Linked DNA regions of Mus musculus: region 1 is linked to region 2. A link is a contact called in public HiChIP or PLAC-seq data. All regions are on one chromosome and are shown on one strand. The core of a region is the stretch at or near the end of the contact, and the rest is flanking DNA. Distances in the headings are between cores, read along the strand shown.

Region 1 (3,393 bases), core at 176-2,675, 590 kb after region 2:
CTCAGTTTCTTCCCCATCTTTGTCCCTGCAGTTCTTTTAGATAGGAACAAATCTGGGTCAAAGTTTTTGACTGTAGGATGGCAACCCCAAGACCAGCAAATTCGAGTCTGATTTTATACCCATCTCCAAATCTATAAGCTAACAGTATTTGAACTCAATATCTTACCTTTCCTAGTAAAGAAATCTCTGTCCCAGCCACCAGTGGCAATTTATTCCACATATTATTCATAGCCAATCTCCTCTGCTTTTGAAATGCTGTATTTCTTTACTGTTATGTTTTTAGCCATGCAGCAGTTTACACATATATTGTAGCAGAATTTGCGTTCAAAGCTTTATGCCTCAGTTCATAATTTCTGGCCAGTTATAATCTGAATTTGTCTGCTTCCTTTCTCAGTCAATCACTCTAAAATGCTCCAAGTCACTATGCCCACTTCCTTACTTTCTTTTTCAAATTAACTTCCATCACCATCAATCTCCCCAAACCAGCTGTCAAACTTCAAGTGATGAAACACAAGGAGAACTTTTGCGCTCCCATTAAGATTGCCTGCAAAGGAGCTTTTGACAAATAACACTTCTCTTTTCTGCAAAAGAATTGCCCTCCTGTAGGCTCTAGGGTTCCACGCCTGCCTGGCTTTCTTGCTTACCTATTTGTGTACCTCTACCGTCAGGTTTTCTGTCTCATTTTCTGGTTCTGTCTTCTCAATTTAACTTCAAAATTCAGAATTCCCCAAGATAACACAAAACAATCCTTCCACTTACCCAACCTCCATTTTATCATCAGAGGACTGTTTTTTTTTTTTTTTTCCTCTTGTGGCTGCAAATATCATTACTATGGTGATGGTTTCTACAATTTTAATTTAGATAAGACCACTTTTGTAAGATGCATGTTCAATTCCTAGTTGAAATCTCTACTCAGAAATATTTAATCCATATCTATTTTGATCTGTCTTCCAGCTTTACCCTGTCTTCACTCATGAGATAAAATTCAACATATTTCCCTTCTCAGAATTATAGAAAACACATTTGAAACTTTTCTAATTCCAATTCATCACAAAATTATTAATATTTTTTGGCATTCACCATCTACCACACCATGCTCACAAACAATATTATTTTTTTCATTACTCACCATTAGCTAAAACAAAGAAGGAAATTGGCAGTAGAGAAAGTTTAACCAGTTTTAAAGGGCACATAGTTCAGAAAGAACATACCCGAGACTTTAGGTCAGACTCTTAACTTTCAGAATTCATTATTTATTACTATCATACTGTGTCTCAGCGTATAATAAAATCTTAAGTAACATGGTCATAGGACTTCTTGTGAGCCAGGTTTAATTTCAAGTGTTTAAACAATATTAAATCATATGGGGAATACATTGTCATTACTTCTGCTTTTATATATCAGAAAATGACATGGAGAGGTTAAGTAATCATCGCAGGGCCAGTAAAACACAGAAATAGAATTCGCAGGCTCCAGAGTCTGTGTTCTTAATCACAAACATATGTTTCCTTCCCTCCTCTTGTGGCTTCTATATCCAACATTTGTGTCGATGTTTTTAAGGCTCAGGTATGAGAGATTTTTAGGAAGGAAGCTAGAATACACAACTTGCTATGAAGCTAGAAAACATAATGCAATTTATTAAAGTTGGATGGGTTCAGGCAGTTGAGAAAAATATTTTTAAGATAATTATTAAATTGTCTGAGCCAAGCCAAGAGAAATGGAGTCTTCAAGGTAGCAAAACCACCATGAATTCAGCTGCATATGTAGCAGAGGATACCATTGTCTAGCATCGATAGGAGGGGAAACCCTTGGTCACGTGAAGGCTCAATTCCCCAGTGTAGGGGAATGCCAGGGTGGTGAGGTGGGATTGGGTGGGAGAGGGAGCATCCTCATAGAAGTAGGGGGAGGGGGTAAGAGACAGGAGTTGCAGAGGTAGAACAGGGAAAGGGGATCACATTTGAAATGTAAATACATAAAATATTCAATAAAATGTTTTTAAAAAGGAAAATAAGCAACACAAAACATATTACAGCATATGCACTGAGTGTGCCACTATTATGAGCATATGGCACAGACATAACCAGGCAGAAATATGAATAATCTGTTCCTCTTTTCATGGGATATAGAGAAGGCAAAGAGGGTTATCAACATGATAAACTATCTGCAGGTTGTCTAAGGCTAAGATGCATATTCACTGACAACTCAAGTAAACTGTCCAGTAAATCCTGAGAATTCCACCCAGGTTCCTCACTGGGGCTTAAGGTCAAATGAACAAATTAGGCAACAGATTTGAGAGAGCATAAAACATGTGAGACTTCAATCCCATGTATCAACAACAAGAGAATTTATCACCAGGGACCATCCAGCAGGTGGCATGTTGAAATCTTTTTCATGTCTCTCAGATTCATATAATTTGGAAGAGAAAAAAAATAGGATTTACTTTTGAAATGGTTCTATCTTGAGTCCATGTTTTGCTGAGATTTCATATCAGGATCCAGATTAAACACTACAAAGCATATTTATAAAATTATAAAAATGAAATATCTAATATAAAATGCTGAAATGGGATCAATGCATTTACAAATGATTTAAATGTGTCAACAGAAGGATGGACAGCAGAGTAAGAACTAGAAGTTATATTAGATTTCATGTTTTTTTAAAGAAAATCAAAATTAACCCATAAAAAAATAAGCAATATACATGTTAAGAGGCCACTCTTTAAGATCAGTACATTTATAAAGCAAAGAATTCACAGGTTTTCAAAGTTTAAGAATTTTTTACTGATACCTATGGTGAAAGGCAAAATTTTATTGTTTGTAGTGACATACCTGGTTGCATAACTGGATGCAGAGTTGGAAGTTAGAAATATCATAACATGAATACATTACAATTTCACAAATGCCTTTTTATCACATTTCCCCACAAAGTAACAAGGGAACTGCTGGTCCTGGAAAGAGCTATGAATCCAAATCTCCTGGGACACACCATTTTCAGAAATCATAACTTGATGCACCTGAGCTTGGAAATTTGGAGCTTTTTTTATATACTGCATAACCTCCCCATGGAGCAGAGGCACCCTGTAATCAATCACCATTTACCACTATCAGGGATACATTAATCCCTTGTCAGATACAGCTATCATTTTGTAAAGTGAGGTTAAATCGGTTCACATTTTGCCCTTCCAAAATATGTTAACGTGAATTACAAAGCTAACATCAAAATTGCTTGTGAGACTTGATAGAACTACCCAACAGCATCCCAGTGATTAACACTGACACCTAGTGGCTGCGCACAGGAAAAACCTAAATTCAATGGTTAAATTTAATCTACCAAGTATTTGGGCCAGGAGATAGGAAATGGATAGAATCCTCATCTTTACCATTAGCTTACAAA
Region 2 (3,463 bases), core at 458-2,957:
CAACAGAGGAATGGATACAGAAAATGTGGTACATTTACACAATGGAGTACTACTCAGCTATTAAAAAGAATGAATTTATGAAATTCCTAGCCAAATGGATGGACCTGGAGGCCATCATCCTGAGTGAGGTAACACATTCACAAAGGAACTCACACAATATGTACTCACTGATAAGTGGATATTAGCCCAAAACCTAGGATACCCAAGATATAAGATACAATTTGCTAAACACATGAAACTCAAGAAGAATGAAGACTGAAGTGTGGACACTATGCCCCTCCTTAGAATTGGAAACAAAACACCCATGGAAGGAGTTACAGAGACAAAGTTTGGAGCTGAGACGAAAGGATGGACCATCTAGAGACTGCCATATCCAGGGATCCACCCCATAATCAGCTTCCAAACGCTGACACCATTGCATACACTAGCAAGATTTTATCGAAAGGACCCAGATATAGCTGTCTCTTGTGAGACTATGCCGGGGCCTAGCAAACACAGAAGTGGATGCTCACATTCAGCTATTGGATGGATCACAGGGCTCCCAATGGAGGAGCTAGAGAAAGTACCCAAGGAGCTAAAGGGATCTGCAACCCTATAGGTGGAACAACATTATAAACTAACCAGTACCCCGGAGCTCTTGACTCTAGCTGCATATGTATCAAAAGATGGCCTAGTCGGCCATCACTGGAAAGAGAGGCCCATTGGACACGCAAACTGTATATGCCCCAGTACAGGGGAACGCCAGGGCCAAAAAAAATGGGAATGAGTGGGTAGGGAAGTGGGGGGGAGGGTATGGGGGACTTTTGGGATAGCATTGGAAATGTAATTGAAGAAAATATGTAATAAAAAATATTAATTAAAAAAACTGAAAACAATGTGAAACATTCAAGAGTATACTTATTAAAATTATGATTCCATAAAAAAATAAAATAAAAATAAATGAATAAATAAATAGAAAAAAAAAAGACCAAAAAAAAAGACTCTGCCTTTCAACAATAACAATAGAATGAGAAAGAAACATTTGTAAATCATAAGAGTTTGTATTCATAGTATACAAAAACTACTCTATACATCTCACTAAAAAAGAAAAAGAAAGAGAGAGAGAGTCATGAATTGATGGTATCCTTGGGAGGAAGGAGACGGGGCCACGATGAACGTAGCAGGTCCTGGAAAGCCTGTCCATACAACAGCTTTATCTTCAGCCTAGACTCTGCTGTCTCTCTCTCCTTCCCAGCTGCCAAGAAAGGAGCAAGTCTGCTGTGCTACAATGCTCTGCCTCCGTAAGTGCAAAGCAAGCCCTGTAAATAGTGAGGGCAAACAGATTGTACCCCTTTAAGGTGGTGATGGGAGGTACTTTGTCACAGTGACAAATGAACTCACTGATGTACCTCCTGTCTTCCTTCTTCCTTTCCACACGTCTCACTTCTGCATTTTTCAGCTGATGTTCTCTTCTGATGTTCTTTAATTTGTTTAATTTTAAACAAATTAAAATGTGTTTGTTCAAATTCTAGGTTCAGGTTGTGCTTTTGGGAAGTTCCAACCTAACACCACGTATGTTCCCTTACAGAACGGTCACAGAAGACCCTTACCCTAGCCCTCTTTCAGCCCCCACATTCTGTCCATTCTTTTCCAGCAGGGCTGACACTGTAGTTAGTCTGCCTTAGAAACCTTACTGTCACAATTTCAACATTTTATTGCCCTTCCTGAAGGTACTCACGCCAACCCCAGCACAGCAAACTTGGCTCTGCCTGGCCTTGCCCTTTTCCTCCCCACTCCCTCTGCCTTGCTAAAATCCGTTAGATTACATTCCTAAAGCTAACCACCAAGGTCTATTCCCTTATTTGGCCACTTCCTCCTCTTGGGGCTGAATGCCAAGGTCTATCAAAGTATTAAAGTCCAGCAGTCAAAAGCCCCAGTAGGCTCCCCCAGTTAACGTGCCCAATTAAAATTAATCACCCCCTCCTAACACAGGGTTTACCCTTTTGCCTCTATAAACAAACCATCATTTTCCTATATGCTGCATCTGTCTCCTCTCTATCCAGAGGCAGTCATTTGTCACCAGCTTCCTCTTCCTTGTTCCCTTCCCCTTCTCCCGTGTCTTCTATGCCCTAACCTTGTATCTCTGGAAAAAATAAATCTCCTTTGTGCCAAGCATTTGGTCCTGGGGGTCCTGAGTCAATACCATTTTTGTACACTTCTACCTTTGATATTGTTTGTATAAAACAGTTAATATTACTCATTTCCTTTTCTTCTTCGTGGAATGAAAAAAGACGAAATAAAAGGGAGAAATAAGTATCTCAAAAGTATGGTGAAGATTTTTATTGTAGATGTTAGGGAGATAGTAGTAGGTAGAGGGAAGAGTCCAGGCTAAACATGATGGGCGACAGACTAAGTTGGACCATGAGAAGAGAGGAGAGGGCTAGGGGGAAAGAGAGGAGCCACCGGCCAAGAGAAGCAGCCTGGCCCAAGAGACTCAGAGAGCTGTGAGGCTGAAATGGTTGAATGATACAGGATCTGGCTAGGAGAAAGGAAGCTGAAGGTCAGCCCTTGGGAGGGAGATGCTTAGTGTAGGGGGCAGGGTGGGAGGAGACACAAGTACAGATTATCCTGGAAGAGCTGGCCTTTGATATGCCCTTTGATATGTTAATAGCACCCTTGTGAGCCGTTTGTCACAGGCTTCTGTGACCTCACAGAAAAAAATAGTTTTTTTCTTTTCTCTCTCTCTCTCTCTCTCTCTCTCTCTCTCTCTCTCTCTCTCTCTCTCTCTCTCTCTCTCTCCTTCCTTCCTTCCTTTGCTTAATAATATCTAAGCACACTGTGGCTGTCTTCAGATACACCAGAAGGGGCCATCAGATCTCATTACAGATAGTTTTGAGCCACCACGTGGTTGTTGGGATTTGAACTTATGACCTCTGAAAGAGCAGTCAGTGCTCTTAACTGCTGAGCCATCTCACCAGCCCCACCAGAGTCTTTTCAAATAATAATAGTATGTGATTACCTCGATTTAAAATTCTAATCTGAAGTTCCTTCAACAGTTTTAAGAATGTGACTCTTTTTGTCAAGCAAACAGACGTACCAGGGTTTCAAACAGCAAGATTGAACAATCTGGCAGGTTTTCCCCAGGTGTATTTTGAAGTCTGTAAGAAGTACAATTTGTACCATACATGCTATTCGATGCACGTGTACATAACAATATCTGTGATAACCAGTACTGTTTTTAAATCTGTACGGGATTTAGAGTCTTGATTGTCAATGCTATAAATTTATGCTATAAGCCAAATAATTTAAATTATTTTTTTTAGACGTAGAAGCTACATTAATCCATAATAGACATCTGTATAGTTCTTTATAATGGTATTGATTGTTGCTGACTCTGACATGTATATATGTCACTTATGCTGTGATACTGTTTAAACCTTTTAAGCATTGTTAGGTATTATATATTGGATGATTACTAACCACA

The links. HiChIP or PLAC-seq counts read pairs in DNA pulled down with a chosen protein or histone mark.
Region 1: an H3K4me3 HiChIP or PLAC-seq map of bone marrow-derived macrophages shows a contact between it and region 2, with 6 times the contacts expected there. The contact joins two enhancer-like sites. A contact is called at or near these places in 3 of 484 Hi-C or Micro-C datasets (bone marrow-derived macrophages, embryonic fibroblasts and myeloid progenitors) and 6 of 115 datasets of contacts at active chromatin or transcription factors (acute myeloid leukemia, bone marrow-derived macrophages, embryonic hindbrain and 3 more).

What each region holds. Positions count from the first base shown.
Region 1 is chr16:65,469,401-65,472,793 of GRCm38.p6, forward strand. No RefSeq gene overlaps it. Among named protein-coding and RNA genes, the nearest start is that of Pou1f1, 49 kb to the right of the region's middle. Within about 2 kb of position 1,426, at least 13 of the 459 cell types and tissues checked have an H3K27ac peak or open chromatin away from gene starts, as enhancers often do. A contact at or near this core is called in bone marrow-derived macrophages, where this site is marked.
Region 2 is chr16:64,882,769-64,886,231 of GRCm38.p6, forward strand. No RefSeq gene overlaps it. Among named protein-coding and RNA genes, the nearest start is that of Gm33971, 10 kb to the left of the region's middle. Within about 2 kb of position 1,708, at least 94 of the 459 cell types and tissues checked have an H3K27ac peak or open chromatin away from gene starts, as enhancers often do. A contact at or near this core is called in bone marrow-derived macrophages, where this site is marked.